Linked DNA regions of Hordeum vulgare: region 1 is linked to region 2. Evidence: chromatin contacts called from public Hi-C data. All regions are on one chromosome and are shown on one strand. Each heading gives the region's core, a stretch centred on a gene start, on an enhancer-like site or on the middle of the called end of the contact. The rest is flanking DNA. Distances are from core to core; before and after follow the strand shown. Region 1 holds the start of LOC123434274 (zinc finger CCCH domain-containing protein 19-like). Region 2 has its middle 160 kb from the start of LOC123434242.

Region 1 (3,645 bases), core at 814-3,313, 540 kb after region 2:
ACTTTTTAATGCCACATTATTTTTCTGATTGAAAGAGCCTAACTGAACCAAAATGGTGGTGTTTAGGGACTCAACTGGAAAATTTAGGATGTAAGCATAGCCAACTTTACTTTGATTGAAGTCGGGGACCAATGGTGATATATTTATTTAATAGCTCAGCACCGTCGAAGATGCATAGTTAGGAAAATGTCAGTGTGACGATGACATGTGACCCTGGGTCCCACGTGTCACCGTCACGACAGATGGTATTTACATAATTGTACATTTATTGTGCTACTGAGCTAACTAAAATGCAGTGACGGTTTGTCCAAGGAATGAGAGCAGGATTTATGAACACTCTGGTTCCATAGAGATGCACGTGTTTTAGTGTTTGCATACAGATGCTTCTGTGCTTCAGAAAAATGGAACGGGGTATACAATTTAAGGGCTAACAGTACACAGTCAATACCTTCGTAGCATCTTCGTCTTTGGACTCTATTAACAATATAGTGGCATAGCAAGTGTCACAGAAGCCCTTGTTCCCTCTAACACCAAAGAATTTGCCCTGTTTGACGCATCCCTTGCAGAGGGAGTAAGTACAAGTATAGCACATGTATTGTACTGCCTTCTCACAGCTGCTGCAAATGTGCCACCCTGGCACGTGTGACATCAAGAAACAGGACAGGTCAGATTGAAAGGACAGGTCAGATTGAACTATAGTTTCTGAAGTTAAAAGGTTGGTGCATGCACATACAATGTACTCGTATACGATAAATAAAAAGCAGCTATTTTTCGTCTTGGTGTTGCCGCATATGGTGTAATGCCAGCCGAGCATATCCAGTTCTGGTACATAAACTCAACACATAAATCTGTTTCGACTTCAATATACAGACTTATAACAGGGAATGTGCACATCAACAGTCAACTGATCATGATGACAAATGTGTAGTAAAAAAAGTGGAAATGATTCAACACAAATTGGGCATAAGCTATATCGCTGAAAAAAGCATCCTCTAAACTAACTCTACATGTATGATGAATGCGATCGGGCATTCATGTTGGAGGTTTTGGGAAGGCAAGACTACATATCCTAGGAATATCCAGCACATGCAGCATGAATTAATATTGAAATTATACTACATGCAAATACTAGAATGACTTGAGACATACCACAATTCCACTTGCCACGGGAGCGGAAAAACGACTCGTCGCGCTTGATGCAGGCAGGATGGTACACCTTGGAGCAACCCCTGCAGCCACAGAACAGGGTTTTCAGCCTAGTCGAAGCAATGAGTCCAACCCGCACTGGCGCGCACAGAACACGGAGGAAGATTGTAAATAAATAAATAAATAAATAAATAAAGCTAGTAATCGCGCGCGCGCCTACCTGCGGTCGCAAACCACGAGGCTGCCCCCGTCGAAGCAGATAAAGCACACCACCTCCTCCTCGTCATTCTTCTTCACTGGTTTGGGCGGCGCAGGCGCGGCAACCGCCCCGTCCCTGTTCTTCCGCGGCCTCCCTCTCTTCCTCTTCACCTCTACCGGCGCCGCCGCCGCTGCCCCATCCACGGCTGGTCCCTGCTGCTGCTGGACCATGGCCACGGCCCCGGCCCCGGCCCCGTCCGCGGCCTCCATGATCGAGCCGAGGAAGTGCGAGTCGTCAAACCCCTCGGTGTGACGAGGCGGGGACGGCTCCTTGCTGGAGGCAGGAGGAGCGTGCAGCCACGCAGTGAGACGGTGAGGGGCGGGAGGTGCGGGTTCGGGCATGGGAGGCGGCGGCGGGAGGCGCAGCTCGGGTGGCCACTCGGCCTCGCCGGGCGAGAGCATCTCCCCCGCGGGGCCCGTGCCCGCGTCCATGGGTCGGCAGGGCCGGCCTCGCGCGAATCCAGGGCAAAAACCCTAACCCTAGCAGCGCGCTCGCAAAGCCTCTCCCACCCCGCCCCCGTCGCCGCGGCCCAATCCGCGCGGGTTGGTCGAGTTGGTGTACGACCACGAGCGCGTGGGGAGACAGTACAGCGAGCGAGCGAGCGAGCGAGGTGGAGGGAGAGGGAGAGACACAGAGAGAGCCGAGCCGAGCCGAAACGCAGAAAGGACGGGGCGGTGGCGGTAATTAACCCCGGGGCATCCGCGTAAAACTCCCCAACGATCGGGGGCGGAGTGGTGGGTGAGGGAGGTGCGCGCCAGGAAGCGACGCATGAGGCGGAACGGAAAAGGGAAGTGGGGGGGCGTGGTGCGGTGGGGCCGCGCTTTTTCGGGCGTGGTCCCCGGACCCTTCCCCGCCGCGCGATTGGCCCGGAGGCGGTTACTGGTGGCCGAGGATGGACGTGGTTTGTTGCTCGTTGCCGATCGGTCGGCCGAGGCCCATCCCCCGCCGTTTACCTACCGTTGCCGATCAAGTTCAAGCTGAGCCATCCCCTCGAGGTCAGTAGAGAGAGGCTACGGGGGACGATGGAACATGATCAGCATACAACACAGGTCTCCGGAATCTGGCACATGCACTGTGATCTGTTTGTATACTCCACATCCGCGACTTCCATGTAGTTTATGAATGGCACGCGTAACATGTGCGCGGCTCTCGCTGTTGAATGCGCCATTTCCTCCGTGTCTCCTAATGGTTGTGGTTCGAATAGCAGCAAGAGGATTCGAGGAGTTGTCAAGGTTTGCTTGTATACTTTGTTTAAATTAATATATGCTTATTCTGTATGCTAGGCGTAGAAAATTAGATGACGGATGTTGACTGTCGTGGCGTTTCTCGCGACGTAGGACTGCACTTCTAAACTTGACACGTCTTTGCTATTATTATTGTTTTCCTTATCTAAAGATATCTAAAGGGCATCTTACACTTGATTAATATATACAAAAAAAGCAAAAGCATATACAGTGAATAGACAACTAGACGTAGAACAATCGATAAAACAAATAAATTTTCAGTGAAAAATATACTAGTCGTCTTCCTTACGACATTTATTAAAGATTAGAAACTATATTGAACCAACGACAAAGGGAAACGACATCTACGAACGCTCTCATCATACCTTTTTTTAAAGACTGTAATTTGGTACTTGTCCCTTCAGACGATTACAAATTTTTACAACGACATTGGTTAGAGTATCATCCCATACAAAAAAAGGCTTACAATCCACCAACACATATTCAAATGATTGAAGAACCGGACCAAGTCGGAGAATAACACGAAAAAGGTTGTGGAAGTTGTCATGCTAAGTTGTCATGCTAATAGTGAGGCAACAACTCTCTTCGTAAGGCACATGAATTGCCAAAATTCAAAGAAAACCAAAGATCTAGAGACACAAACTCTTACAAGCCAACGTTGTCGAGATAAAGAGAGACCGGATAAACCTTATTCCAACACATCATCATCGCTACTATCTCATCGACGTCGTTAGAAAAAGAAAAACCTAAAAACTGATGATGGGGGCCAAGGCAGCGGTGGCAGCTAAGAGCATCTACACTCACGCGTCCCAAACCGGCCTCAAACGTTCGGGCAGCCCACCCGGTTATTAACGAGTCATAATTTTTTGACCTAGACGGATGCCTCAAACGGACCTCAAACGTCTAGGCTGACCGTCGCCCCTCATATCTAGCCCAAATATGGGGCGGATATGGGGTGGCCCGGGCGCGCTCGGGCGCATCTGCATGACAAGCCCG
Region 2 (3,470 bases), core at 52-2,551:
CTACCTTATCCTCTCGTCTCGGGTTTCTTCTTCTCCAAATCACCGTTGACTGCATCCTCTCTCACACACTCCTCCGACGAGCTCAGGGCCTTCCCTGAGAGCACCTCTCCCTTATCGCCTGCCCTCCCAACATCCTCGGGTCATTTCTCTACTCCTACAAGAGGAGCTGCGATATAGCGCTCTTCAGCGTCTGTCGGTGCCTTGATGTGACACCCCTAAGCGGCTACAAGCTGCCCGGCGCTGCGATGCAGCTCTTCGCATTGGTTGCCAGTGTTGTGATGCAACATAGATGTAGTGTCCCCTCAACGACTGCAAGCTATTGGCGCGAGACGCAGCTTGCTTCGGTGGTCGCTGGCACCGCCACGCAACCTTCATTGGTGCATCGTTGGAGCTTCATAGGGATGCCGTTGTGCTCCATTGAAACTTTGCCGCGTTGCTGGAGTCGTCGGTGCTTCAACGAGTCTGCAATGAAGTGTCATCGGGGGCTGGAATGGAGCGTCGTCGGGGTTGTACGCTGCAATGGAGCTCCACCGGTGCTGCATTGGAGCTTCGTCGGCGTCGTCCATTCTGCGCACCAGCTTTGTCTTGTCGTGGGGATTGCAATGAAGTTTCGTCGGGGGGTGTCATGCGCTCGATGTTCCCATGGATAGCAACCGGAGGCTCGTGGTGCTACCCTAGATCGAACGTCCACTAGCGCACATCGAACGGCTGGCTACACGGATGATTTCTATAGGAAATCATCTGGTTGATCCGTCCGTCGCACCCGTCAGAAAATATACATCAAAAGATTGGAATCTTTTAAAATTCAATGATTTTCCGTGATCCACATAGTGCCAAAACGAAGATATTCTTATTGGAAATATTGGCTTGCTTCCTGCCTGCTAGTCCTAAAACATGAATCTTTCAACCAAGCGCGTGCTCAGTTGCGATCAGCCACCAACTCGGTGTGGCATCATTTGCAGTCAAAAGTTGTGCTCGTATTTGTTTTTGTAGTAAACAGAACACAAACAAACAAGTACTAGTACACTGACCACTTATTGTAGAACGGCAGGAGTATTAGATAAAGATTGTTAATCAAGAGGGCCAACGTGCTAGTGGTTCGGTGCAGGTGATATCGATAAGGAAGAACGGCTTGGCCACCGGTACGGATGTGACGGCGTTCGGGTGGCGATACCACTCTCCTGTCCTCACGGCCCGGGCCCCAAAGATCGATCGATTGATCGCCGTCGCCATCCATCTTTGTCACGTGTGCAGGCAGTGACGAACTGAGGACCAAGACGTGTGGCTGCCGCACCCGCGACGTCACTTGCACGGTGGACCTGCTCCTGGACGCCGAGCTATGTCCTACTCGTACCAGTGGATGCTCGGTGCATTTTATATAGTAATATAAACTTAATTGAAGTAGAATATTTATGGAAAACGTTTCACACCTTCCATTTCTTATCCTCTTGTAGTTTTTTTTCCAACCGTTCATTTTGCTTTTCTTCCTTCTTCATCTAAGCTTTCCTCCCAAGCATTCACCAACAATGGGCACCCACCACACATCAGTCATCTGTTGCTCGAAGGTAAGGTCATCGGTCTCGAGTCAGGACGGGCTAGGACTGCGTGCCGCAACCAGCCACGACGGACAATCGCTCGCCTGGGGCGACGTCCTGGCCATGCGACCCTACACCCCGTTGCCCTTCGGGTCGTGCTGCACGCTCCGACGAGCATGAACTACGAGCGGCGATCTATCACCGGAGAAGATGCACCCACAGTGAGACGTGTTGCAACCGGCCTAGGCGTAAGCTGGAACCGCGTCGTGGTCTGCTGCAAGCGGTGTCCAGGAGAGCTGCCATCATGGACGGCGAGCATGATGACCGTGAGCTGCGAGGACATCGACACTGTTACGAGCAACGCTGCATACGTCACGTTTTATGTTACATGCTACAATCGGTACCATATTATGTTATAACGGACACACCACTTAGCTACAACCGACGTCGAGTTTTGCTACATCTCAAGAACCAACGTACTTTTTTGCTTACATGCTACAACGAGTGTCATGAATTGCTACAACCGATGCCCCGTCCGGCTACAACCAATGCCGTGTTTTGCTACATCGCACGACCCTCGTATTTTTGTTGCTGCTACAACCGGCAAGCAAATGCTACGACGGGCGGAGGTGAGGTGCTGTAACCGGTGACTGATCAGAGCTATGAACTACGACCATCGGGCCGGTGAGCAGTGACCGTCGGTGTCAAGTGTTGCAAGCTCGTAGGCGGTTGCTAGAACGTGGTTGGTTGCTAGAGCGCGGCTAGGGGCGGCTATCAATGTTGGAAAAGGCGACTACATGGAGCTGCAAATAGCTCTTTTTGCAGCTGGTAAGGATGACCAGCGAGGGGGCGATGGGCGGTGCGGATGAACGGAGGCAGGGTGGCGAGGGAGGAGGAGGACTGTAGGGGAGCGAGACTGCAGCGCGCGACACCCGCGAATGTTTTTACGGCGACACAGGGCAACGGGAGGTAGAAGAAGTAATAGAATAAAATAAGAGGAGATCCTACAGCTAAGGAACATGAGATCGGCTAGGGGTAGTGTTGTCCAATATATATGCGTCAAGAGAGGTTTAAACAAACAAAAAAAGAATGAGCCTTACGCCGGGGGTCCACTTAGCGACACTATACTCATCTACAAGAAAAGAGCCATCTTCCCACATCGCCATTAATGGCTTTTGAGGAAGCATATAGGTTCCTCCCACCCCATTGGAGGGGAACCGAGATTGGATCCCCGAATATCGGGTGGGACAATCCCCACGGAAAAGACAGCTTCATACCTTCACCATGGCTCGAGCATGCCAAAGCCGAGAAGGTAGATGAATCACCACCAATCATAACCTAAAAACAGGGCCTATAGTCCCAACCCCTTCGTCGCTCCGGCCGCCATCGCCACATCCGGCGAAGCTTTGGAACACGAGATCCACCGCTATGGCCTCTAGTCTCCTGGATCCGCAACGCACAAAAGCCCCAGGATTCGCGCCAACGCCACAACCAGCGCCAGACGAATGGGAAGAAGCCAGACTCAATCATAGTCCGGTCGACCATCTTCACCACCCTGATGATGACACCGCCATCGGCATTGTCATCCGCATGGGAGACGGGTGAGAGCGAGAAGAGGCAGGCCAGGAGGGGTGGGGCGCACGCGTATGACGTTAAGTTGTGTAGGCGAACGACAGGGCTTCAAAATAGTTTTCGGAATAGCAGCCCCCAGGACCATAGGCCCATAAGTAGCCCACGAGCGCGGAGAGGGGAATGGAACGTGGTGCACATATCTGATTGGACGGTCGGATAAGGTCTGATCGAGAAAATGGACGGCCTGAAATGCTAATCGCTATGAGAGCTCGGTTTAGGTCCAATTTTACTGTCCTTAATTTGTTCGGTATTGCTACAGAAAAACACTAATTATCCTGCCAAGCAAAATACCGCATCTTGAGG

What was found. Hi-C and Micro-C count contacts between places; a contact is called where the count stands out from the background.
Region 1: a contact with region 2 is called in a Hi-C map of leaf, with 5 times the contacts expected there. The contact joins the promoter of LOC123434274 here to the enhancer-like site in region 2. A contact is called at or near these places in 2 of 6 Hi-C or Micro-C datasets (leaf and seedling).

The regions. Positions count from the first base shown.
Region 1 is chr1H:331,420,694-331,424,338 of MorexV3_pseudomolecules_assembly, forward strand. LOC123434274 (zinc finger CCCH domain-containing protein 19-like) reads right to left here and starts at 2,064. Exons shown (of 11, transcript XM_045115502.1): 1 at 1,367-2,064; 2 at 1,150-1,229; 3 at 449-633. The coding sequence starts at 1,836.
Region 2 is chr1H:330,886,165-330,889,634 of MorexV3_pseudomolecules_assembly, forward strand. No RefSeq gene overlaps it. Among protein-coding and RNA genes, the nearest start is that of LOC123434242, 160 kb to the left of the region's middle. Within about 2 kb of position 1,302, at least 3 of the 3 cell types and tissues checked have open chromatin away from gene starts, as enhancers often do. A contact at or near this core is called in leaf and seedling, where this site is marked.